Linked DNA regions of Mus musculus: region 2 is linked to region 1. The links are chromatin contacts, called in public promoter capture Hi-C maps. All regions are on one chromosome and are shown on one strand. The core of a region is the stretch at or near the end of the contact, and the rest is flanking DNA. Distances in the headings are between cores, read along the strand shown.

Region 1 (5,297 bases), core at 1,570-4,069:
TCTCTCTCTCTCTCTCTCTCTCTCTCTCTCTCTCTCTCTCTCTCTCTCAAAAAAAAAAAAAAGAGTCCGTCCTGCTCTTGCAGGAGCCTAGAGTTCAGTTCCCAGGGGATTTGATGACATACTTTTCTGACCTCCAGGGTGCATACACACTAATTTTAAAAAGTCTTTTAATTATTTTTATTTTATATGTATGAGTATTTTGCCTGCATGTATGCCTGTGCCACATGTCTGAGGAAGCAAGAAAAGAGGGTGTCAGGTCCCTTGGATCTGGAGTTACAGATGTTTGTTAGCCTCCTGTGTGCTGGGAATTGAACCTAAGTGCCTTCGAAGAGCAGCCAGTGCTCTTAACTCCTAAGTCTTCTCTCCAGGTCCTGAAAATAAATCTGAAGATGATGAAGAAGAAGAGGAGGAAGAGGAGGAGGAGGGAGAGAAACCAAGATCTATATTCTCTGATTTGTTGATATGTGGTATAGAGTTTTGGTTTGTTGTTATTAAGAGTTTTGCTATGTAGCAAGGCTGGCCTCAAGCTTATCACTCATTCTATACTCTGTGAACGCTGGGAATATAGGCATGTACAACCACACCAGGATTGAGTGCCTATTGGAAGGAATCACATTATTTGCTGGCATACTTACATCTGTCCTCATTTTGAAAGTATATAGATAAAACTTTAGAGACTCACGTCAGGGTGGCTCTGCCTCTGACAACTCTGACTTAACAGCACGGGGAAAGGAATGGCAAAGAGGACCTTCCAGTGATCGTCCCGTGATGTATTAATGAGACAATATTTGGCTACTGAGGAAAATTCTGAGATCCAGTCCTAAAAGCTCACCATGAGTTGGTGTCTGATCTATACACCAAAGAATTTGTGCTTTAAATCTTGACACACACACAAGCTTATTACTTGGAAGTGAGAGAGGTTCTAATGAGTTTTCCTCCCGAGGCTCAGTTGGCAGTGGCAGACTTCCCGCTGGCCAGAGGACTATATTCTTCCCTCTATGCAACTTGAAAACGTTAACTTGGAGGTATCTGTCCAGCCATTTTCTTTGCCAATCTTGTCTGCCACTGTAGAATGCTTTAAAGTTTAAAGGACCAGGGTGGGAGTTGCCATTTAAAGACAAAATAATTCAGAAACTCAGCCCCAACTTAACACGGCAATCAGTGAACACTGACTGACTTCATTTCTTCAGATTGCTGAGTTCTCCATTCAGCTAGATACTTTTTTACAAAGTGATACAAAGAAGTTGAAAGCATTAACATGACTTTATAATAGCTTTAAATTTATTGCTGGTTTATAAAAGCCTCGATTCGATCAATCAAAGGCTTGCTATCCCAGCTATTCCTGTTTTGTTTTGTTTTCGAGATAGGGTTTCTCTGTATAGTCCTGGCTTTCCTGGACCTCACTCTGTAGACCAGGCTGGCTTCAAACTCAGAAATCTGCCTGCCTCTGCCTCCCAAGTGCTGGGATTAAAGGCATGCGCCACCACTGCCCAGTTTATCCCAGCTAGTCCTAAAGGATATAAGATCCATCAGAATATTTATAGAATAGTTTTACATATTCTATACATGGTTTTATTTTATTCTTTTAAAAAGAAATCTAAAGGGGCTGGTGAGATGGCTCAGTGGGTAAGAGCACCCGACTGCTCTTCTGAAGGTCCAGAGTTCAAATCCCAGCAACCACATGGTGGCTTACAACCATCTGTAACAAGATCTGACTCCCTCTTCTGAAGTGTCTGAAGACAGCTACGGTGTACTTACATATAATAAATAAATAAATCTTTAAAAAAAAAAAAGAAATCTGAAAACAAAACAACAGATAACCACCCAAAAAAGCCCACAAAGAGCTTAATCTATAATCCAGCACTTGGGTGGTTGATTCAATAAAATGGATGCAAGTTCAAGTTTAGCCTGGGCTACATAGTTCCAGGTCATTCTGGGCTACAGAGTGAAACCCTGTTTCAAACAAAGCAAAACAAAACAGGAGAAGCATCTAAAAGAAACTGACTAAATCTGAATTTTTTTCTTTGTTTCTCAGGGTCCCTTTATGAAAACAATCATCTTTAGTAACACATATCTGAAATTTTCTATGAGGTGTGTATAGGATGTCTGGGAGTTTTCTTCAAACTTTCTTCTGGATGTATTTTGTCCGGATCAGCTGGCCAGTCAGCTGATCACAGGAACTCTCTAGAAGGACCAATCTGGCTTTGGCTTTTGCTCTCCAAGTGCTGGGTTTTACAGGAATGCCCCACTACACCATGCTTTTTAGTTTTATTGATAATGATACTTAAGGACCTTTCAGAATGGTGGAACGCGTAAAATAGGGTTTACTGTGCCTAGACTGGAGATCTGAGGAAAATTAACTAGCTTCTTATTCCGAGAGTTAGTCTTGGGAAGTCGCAGAAAAGTTTGTTTTTTTTTTTTTTTTTTCTTTTTTCCGGAGCTGAGGACCGAACCCAGGGCCTTGGGCTTGCTAGGCAAGCACTTTACCACTGAGCTAAATCCCCAACCCCAGGAAAGTTGGATCTTAATTATGTAATAAGCCTTGGGAAACGGGGAGAGGAGTTAGGCTGGAAGGAGTCTCAAAAAGGTAAAGCACCCAAGACAAAGCAACTAGATTTGGTCTCTTTGGTTTTCTTACGAAGACATCGAACTCGCTTCATTTTCTCTGGGAATGTCCAGAGAATCTGGAGAGCCCCGCCAGAATCTAGCTTCTGAAGGGCCAGGAGACTCCATGGCAGCTAAGGGGCGGAGCAGTCTGCTGTTCCCGCCCCTTTCCTCCGAAGTCTAACTGGGATTGGTCGAGAGCGTGGCTAGCTGCGGATCCGGGGCCGGACTCTGGCCGACTACTACGCCATCTTGGGCTGTGCGAGCTGACTAGAGGTTCCGGGCGGTTTCGCTGGATAAAGGGACTGGGCGAGGGTCAGGTTGGAGCCCGGAGGCGGCGGGAGCAGCGGCGGCGGGGGCAGGATGAGCGCGGAGGCGGCGGACCGGGAGGCGGCCACCTCCAGCCGGCCCTGCACCCCGCCGCAGACTTGCTGGTTCGAGTTCCTGCTGGAGGAGTCGCTGTTGGAGAAGCATCTGCGCAAAGCCTGTCCGGGTGAGCGAGCGAGCGAGCGGGCGGGCGGGCGTGGTCTGCGGCCCGCTGCCTTCTGTCCCCCGCTGCCTGAGGCCTGGCCGGCGCCGCTGGGCCCAGCTCGACGGTGCCTCAGCCGGGAACGTCGCCGCGGAGCGTCTGCGGAAAGTTTCAGACAAAGGCTTTCGGTCTGCCGCGGTCCTCACAGCGAAGGGCGCCCGCACTCGCCGTGCGGGGGTCGGGTCGCCGATGTCGCACGGCCCTGGGGGTGACTTCGTGAGGGGAGAGCGGCTCTGCGGAGCCTAGAGCCGGCCGTAGCCTTCGGTTCATTCAGCCAGGGGATTGTGTATTTCACTGTTGAACCCCGAATTAATATAAATCCCCCGAAAACAGCTGCTTCGGCTGTTGTATAGGGATACCCGTGTTGGGCAAGGAACATGGCCCTTTTCCTCTTTCGGGCATTTTGGTAAAGGTACAATGTAAGGTCTTTACCTTTAGTTTGCTCAGTTCTCATCCGAATTTGGCCTTGTAGGAGACTACTTTGTGAAAAGTTGGCATCATTGGTGGGGCAGTTTTACCAAGTGTATCTCAGTGCTTTTAGAGCTTTCCTATTGACACATTGTTAGGGGCTAGGGTGCCAAGCCTCCGTGCTTAGCTCTTTAAATAGGTTGCGGTCCTTAGCGAAGCCTTCATTATAGTGAAGAAAGTGGCATTAGCCGCTACTTTACTGGTGGGAAACAAAGCTAGAGACAGTTCAATAAAAGACCCCTGTCAAAACACTACTTCTTTCCTCCAATTGGCATTGGTCTTATCTTGAACTGGGAACCTGTAATGCTTAGTTCTTCTCTGTGAAATGCTTTGTTATGAATCAGTTTTGAATCGTCCCCAGACCCTCTTGCTTATTAATTAAGCTGGCAAACGCCGATCTGCAGCTGTCTCTGACCACACCTCCAGATGTTTCGTGCCCCCCAAGTACCATAGTCTTTAGTATACGCGAATCCTTTTGCGTTTTTATAACGAAAACTTTAAGAATTTAATTTCTTTTAAATCCTAGATCCTGCACCAGTTCAGCTTATAGTTCAGTTTTTGGAGCAGGCTTCCAAACCTTCAGTTAATGAGCAAAACCAAGTCCAGCCTCCACCTGATAACAAGAGAAATCGCGTCCTAAAGCTTCTTGCTCTTAAAGTTGCTGCACATTTGAAGTGGGATTTAGACATACTGGAGAAAAGGTATAAAGCTGTAAATGGCATTACATTTGAAGCAGTGTTTGAATGTCTTTGTTTCTGTCTGGATTCTAATGTTTTTCTGATAGTGGCTTAAAATAAATTACTTTTCTGCATGTTCATGGCAAAACATTCAAGCATGTAAAGAAGGTATTAAGAAAGTAAACCTAGACATGTGTGTAGTCCCAATAGCCTGAGGCTGAGGCAGCAGGCTTACTAGAGCCCCCAAGTTAAGAGACCAGACAGGACAGCAGGGTAACTCAAACCATCCAACTCTGTAGGAAAGCTGCAGTAGATAAACCACCCTTTAAGGTAAAGAGAAAACTGTCTTCTTGTGGTACTAGAAATTACAGCCAGGGTCTCTGTTTTTTACCACTAGTAGCTGAGTTAATTATTGCTTCAGGCGTGGTAACATGAGAAAGTCCAGACTGAGTGCTGTAAATGTTTTGGTTAGCAGTTGATTTACTCTTGGATTTGTTACTTTTTGGCCAGGGATCATTGACGCCTCCCCAAACTGTTACCATCGCTACTCAAGTCAGCATTGACTGACTTAAACGCAAATAGTTCCAAAGGGATGCTTAGAAATTTACTTATTTTAATCCTTTCTTTCAATTTAAAAAATAAAAGGAGTACCTGAAGAACGTATAAAGACAGACATAACATTTTTGTGTATTTTTTTGTCCTGGTTTGCCCAGTGTTCTGGTTTTTTAGTGTCAGACTGAGCCTAAGCCTCAGAAGTGCTAGGGACGCAGTGCCACCAAGAGTGTCAACGCTTCCTTCTATTTTTATTATTTTTGTTTTGTTTAGAAATTCTGTTTTTTATTTGAACTTTTTTTTTTTTGGTTTATTTTATAGGTATGAATGTTTGGCCTACATGTATGTACATGTATCATGTGAGTGCCTTCAGAGATCAGAAGAGGGCATCACATCCCCTGAACTGGAGTTACAGATGGATGTGTGTGGTGGTAATCCAACCCACAGCCTCTGAAAGAGTAACACAT
Region 2 (5,297 bases), core at 1,349-3,848, 360 kb after region 1:
TTGGTCTAAAATCTCTCTCTGGTACACCTGCTCCTTTCTGCCTTTCTCCCTGCCATGATTCATAACATTTTGTTCCTGTACTACTGTAACACCCCAGCATTAGTCCTCATGATTCTCCACTGGCCTGCTTCCCTGATATGGCAGTCTGTCACCCCTTAAATGCTGAGAGCAGTGATGAGTGCTTGTAAACCTAGCACCCAGAAAACAGGCAGGAAGACCTACAGGCTTAAGGACAGCTTGGTCTGCTAAGTAAGTTCCAGGCCAGCCAGACTATACTGCTAGAATTAAGCTATACTGCTTAGGCCTCTCTAAAAGCACTCAACTGCGAGTCACCACTGAAAGGACTACATTTAAGCTCCTTACTACTGCTTTCCTAAGCTTTTTTTTTTTTTTTTTTTTGAGACAGGGTTTTTCTGTGCAGTCCTGGATATCGAGGAAATCACTCCATAGACTAGGCTGGCTTTAAACTCTTCCTGAGCTAGGCTTCTTGAAACCTTCTGAAGTTCCAAGAGGATTCACAGTTGAAGTCATGAGATTGGATGTTATTACCCAAGAGGGCAGCTTGGAAGAAGCCAGTGCAGAGTTGTTTTGTTAAGATGTTTTGGGCTTATATGGTAAAGGGAAGGATGGCTATGTCAGGGCTATTTGAGCAGATGTATCCTGAATGCTGATGGGAAGGAGTTTATGTAGGAAGAGATACTTTTTAATGACAGGTCTTCTAGAAGTGACTATTCTGAACAGCTACTGATGTCACTCAAGAGGACAGGCATGGGAACAGAGTGAGAAGGCTCACCCTACCTCAGACACTCACCTGTGCCACAAAGGCCTGTGCAGGTGAACTCAAGAGGTCCACCTGCCTCTGCCTCCTGACTGCTAGGATGAATAGTGCACCACCATTGCCCAGGTGTTCTTGGGCCCTTTTGACTTCTCTATACTACTTCAGCTCTTGACATCTTTTGTCCTTGTTCAAACTACTTCTGACTCTCCACTCATGCCATCTGACTTCACCTCTCTCTGTGTCTTTAAAAATACCCCTTAAGTGCTAGGGACATACTCCATTCAGAGTTCTTGGCTAGCATGCATGAAGTCCTGATTCAAACTCTACCTTTCTGGGTGCTGGAGGTGAAATGTATCCATCTTCCCTTTCCTCTAGCTCTATTATCACATTCAGTGTGGTGTTCTCTATGCTGTCTCCCTCTCAGCTTCTGAGAGTGGCCAATGAGGTGCTGAAGAATGTCAACTGGATAAAGAAATGCTAAGGACTTACACGAAATAGATGCATCAATAACTTGCATCTTGGTTGAGATGACCATATTCTTTAGTTGTTATCCCCTTGTCTTTTAAACATATTCTTATGTATCTTGAGTGTTCAGTTTATTTTTCACTGATTTATGTAATAACTACCAGTTTAGTTTTAACAGTGTAATATAGCTCTAGTAATCACTATTTCTGGTAAACTATATTCTAAAATGAAACTATCAAACACCTACAGTAAACTAACTGGTGTCTCTTTTCTCTTGTAATAAGGTCTGGTCTTGAACTCACTGTCCCCCTGCCTCAGTTTCCAGAGCGTACCACATCTACCATTCTGGACGACTGAGACACTGTATGTTTCTCATGTACCAAGTCAATCACTTACCAGAACTTACTCTGTGCCTGTGCTTGCTACTGTTTCGATGTTACACACACCTCACTAGCTGGTCTTATAAAAATTCATGTCCATGTTGGTCACTTATGAGAATGCTTAGTCACTTTGTTAGATTAACCAGGAGATAGTGAATAGTAAAACACAAACCAAAACAAATCCAAAAAAACTCAAACCAAACCAAAACAACAGCCCCCCCATCACCAAAGAGGTCTGAAATTTAAAGTTAATTTTTAAACTGTGAGAGTAAAAATGGTTGAAGCTGAGAGCAGGTGGTTGAACCTGGGATTCTGGAACTACAGTAGACTTTTTTTTTGGGGTCAGGACTGCAAAACTTCTGCAGTTAAGACTTTTCCATGTGTTTGTATATTTTGTGTTGGAAACACACGAGTGCACAAGTGAGTTTCAAACAGAGTGATAAATGAAGAAAGCAAGATGCATGATGAAGCAGACAGGGCAGGAAGGGTCTGGGGAGAGGAATGGGGTCAGACATGTCAGGAGATGGAACCTGCACCGTCAGCTGGGAAGAATGCGACCAAAGGCTCTGATGGAGCTAAGCTGGAGGTGGAGAGAAGCTGGATGATGGAGGGTTCTGACGGTGACATCTGCATGCAGAAGGACCCGGCAGGATGACACCATCCTCAGAGCTCTGCTGTGAGAGTGAGCATGCAAAGAATGGTCTCAACAAGGAGGTTCCCGAGCAAACATCAGAGCGGCTACCTCTGTATTCTCATTCCGAAACCTATCCTTATGTAGGCTGACGGCAAACAGATTAAAAAAGATGAGGAGGGTAAGAGTCAGAGACCACGTGACTAGACCAACAAACAAAACACACAAACACTCAAGAAATGAAAAGCCCTTAGTACATTTTTTCATAGGCGAAACTCTTCAGAAACATACCTGAAGAACAGGTAGTCACATGACTTGTCCCACATATAGTCATTGTAGCTCACTATCCGGAAATCACAGGCTACACAACGCAGTCGGTCACATGCTCTGCTCAGAGAGAAGGAAATACGCATTAGAGATGATTGCTGTTTAAATATGAAAATATAGCAAATGCTCCAGATAACTGAATAAACAACAGAAAGATACAGCTTTACCAACTGTACTTGTTTGTACTAAAGGACTGTTTATATGTTCAAGCTTTCTGGTTAGATGTAGTAGTACACTCCTTTAATCCCAGCACTTGGGAAATATCTTAGCACTGTGATTTCAAAGCCAGCTTGATCTTTATAGTGAGTTCTAAGCCAGGTAGGGCTACACAATAAGACTCTGTTTCAAAAGAAACAAAACCAAAAACAACAAAAAAAGCTTCCAGGTTAATTTTCATATCTATCTTATAAAAGTCTTGCATGATATCTGCATATATACATATATAAATGAATAATATATGGGCATAAAATGAAGAGTGGATTGGCATATCAAGAATGTGAAATGCTACACTGAAACCAAACTCTCTTCCATTTATGCTTCAATGCTGGAACCATCACTTGCTGTTTCCAAAATATCTGGCATAAGTGCTTTCATTTGCCCATTACAAAAGGCTGCTGAGAACCTGTCTGCCTGTGATGTTCTTGGATTCTAGTGACAGAGTAACTAAACAGGATTCACTGTAAATAAGGTATTACTATGTTAGCACATGAAAGGAGCTTTGAATGAAATAACAGATTAGGGTAAGGAAATTAGGAATACTGGGTAGAGATGGGTTGGAATTTGAATAGGGTAGCCTGGACTGGTCTCATTAAGCAGTTTCTTTAAGAACGACTATGGGTTGTTTGAGGGAGCAAAAGATCATGCTTGAATAGTGATGGCAAAGATACAATGAATAGCAAGACTGTGGCTATGTTGGAGAATGAGGACCCAGTGCCTGTCTAAGGAGATGAAGTAACAAGCAGGTCTCCTGAAAGTACTACGAAGTAGAGGTGTATATGTGAACATGGTGTCTAAGAAAAGTGATACTATATACAAGTTTAAGAGAAGTATGAATTGCTGCTGCAGCGACAGAAACTTCCATTATTTGAAATATTTAATAAACAGATTCAACAGATACATTTGATAAAAATAAAAAGTTGACAAGTTGTTAAGACACACACAGGGAGAGGGAGAGGGAGAGGGAGAGGGAGAGGGAGAGGGAGAGGGAGAGGGAGAGGGAGGGAGGGAGGGAGGGAGGGAGAGGGAGAGAAAGAGAGGGAGGGAGAGGGAGAGGGGGAGAGAGAGGGGGAGAGAGAGGGGGAGAGAGAGGAGAAGGAGGAGGAGGAGGAGAGGGAGGGAGAGAGAGAGGGGGGAGGGGAAGGAGGAGGAGGAGAGGGAGGGAGGGGGAGAGGGGGGGAGGGAGAGAGGAGTGCACACATACAAGCATGAGCACACACACAGTAACAGGGTGGGAGACCCAGTAGTCAACGGCTTTTCCCTACACACAAAGTACTTACAAGGACAACAAAGTGAATAAACAAGACAGTCTCCATGGGACTAGGGAGGCAGTATAGACACTGGCTCTCAATACAAAGTGCTTTAGTCAAGGAATTTCTTTCAGACTCAAGTTTTCTTTATATATTTTCCAATTTTGCTTTTGCTCTTTTTGATAGTGCTGTTTCAATATATTTTACTAATATATACTTTTTTCCAGTAATATTTCTGCAACAAATAAAATAAAACAAGCCCATTAGTAATTTTTTTCCTTTCAAAATTCAAATATTGGCTAGGCAAGGTGGCACATGCTTCTAATCCCAGTACTTTCAAGATGGAGACAGAAGGATCATCATCGGCTACATGGTGAGTTCAAGGCTAGCCTGGACTCCATGAGACCATCTCAAATTTCAGATATTTAACCTCAAAACTGGAATACTGGGAAACTTTTGGTCTGAAAGTTTCCTTGAGAATGAATGTTTAATAATTCTAAAAGAATAAATCACAGTAATAACTAAACATTCACAATGTTTCATAAGCATCTTCTTTCAAACTGTTAGTGATTACTGAAGTTGTCAGTTCCTGGGGAATGTCAACATAGTTGCATTTAGAACACTTGAATCAGGCTCAGAATGTAAGTCAGGAAATACAAATGATGGTTCCCAAGGCTCCCATAACTTGTGTTCTTATGCAGATGTAGTTTATTACATGCTCACAACAGAGTGCTAACTTTAATACCTTAATACACATGTGCAATTTGGCTGAATTATTGCTATTATGGGAACCATAATTTAGATTTTCATGACATTTTATGTGTAAAATCTCAACCATTATGCTATATGTAGTTTTAAATTTAATTTAAAATTTAGTATTCATCAAATCTATTCACACTACTATATTTTCTTACAAACACTGTTCAATGAGAAAACTAAAACCAACATGCAGCTAAGAAATCATTCTGCTGCTATGATGCCCTCTGTTAGGTCATTACTAATGCTGGCAATGGGGTAATCCAGCCTTGGAAGTAACTTACAAATTCGTTAACCATGAATGCGACTGACTTGAACGATGTCTCAGTTTAACCCACCCGCTTGTTAATGATGCCGTGCTCCCACTACTATTCCATCACTCTGAATAGCTCACATCACTCCTACAGTGGGGCTTAATCCAGGAACCAAATGAATAAAACAAATGAGCATAACGCAGCAGGCTTCCTTTATGCTCAGGACATAAAAATTAGTAA

What was found. Promoter capture Hi-C pulls out the DNA fragments that hold promoters and counts their contacts.
Region 2: a promoter capture Hi-C map of pre-B cells shows a contact between it and region 1, with 6 times the contacts expected there. The contact joins the enhancer-like site here to the promoter of Ints8 in region 1. A contact is called at or near these places in 19 of 39 promoter capture datasets (the 3T3-L1 cell line, 3T3-L1-derived adipocytes, the C10 cell line and 12 more), 1 of 484 Hi-C or Micro-C datasets (the C10 cell line), 5 of 115 datasets of contacts at active chromatin or transcription factors (bone marrow-derived macrophages, embryonic forebrain, embryonic stem cells and 2 more) and 3 of 9 other capture datasets (adipose tissue, liver and pancreatic islet).

Annotation. Positions count from the first base shown.
Region 1 is chr4:11,251,781-11,257,077 of GRCm38.p6, reverse strand. It overlaps Ints8 (integrator complex subunit 8), which reads left to right and starts at 2,819. Exons shown (of 27, transcript NM_001159595.1): 1 at 2,819-3,097; 2 at 4,128-4,302. The coding sequence starts at 2,968.
Region 2 is chr4:10,890,607-10,895,903 of GRCm38.p6, reverse strand. 2610301B20Rik (RIKEN cDNA 2610301B20 gene) reads right to left here. Exons shown (of 6, transcript NM_026005.3): 5 at 2,546-2,641. Among named protein-coding and RNA genes, the nearest start is that of 2610301B20Rik, 19 kb to the right of the region's middle. Within about 2 kb of position 2,598, at least 1 of the 459 cell types and tissues checked has an H3K27ac peak or open chromatin away from gene starts, as enhancers often do.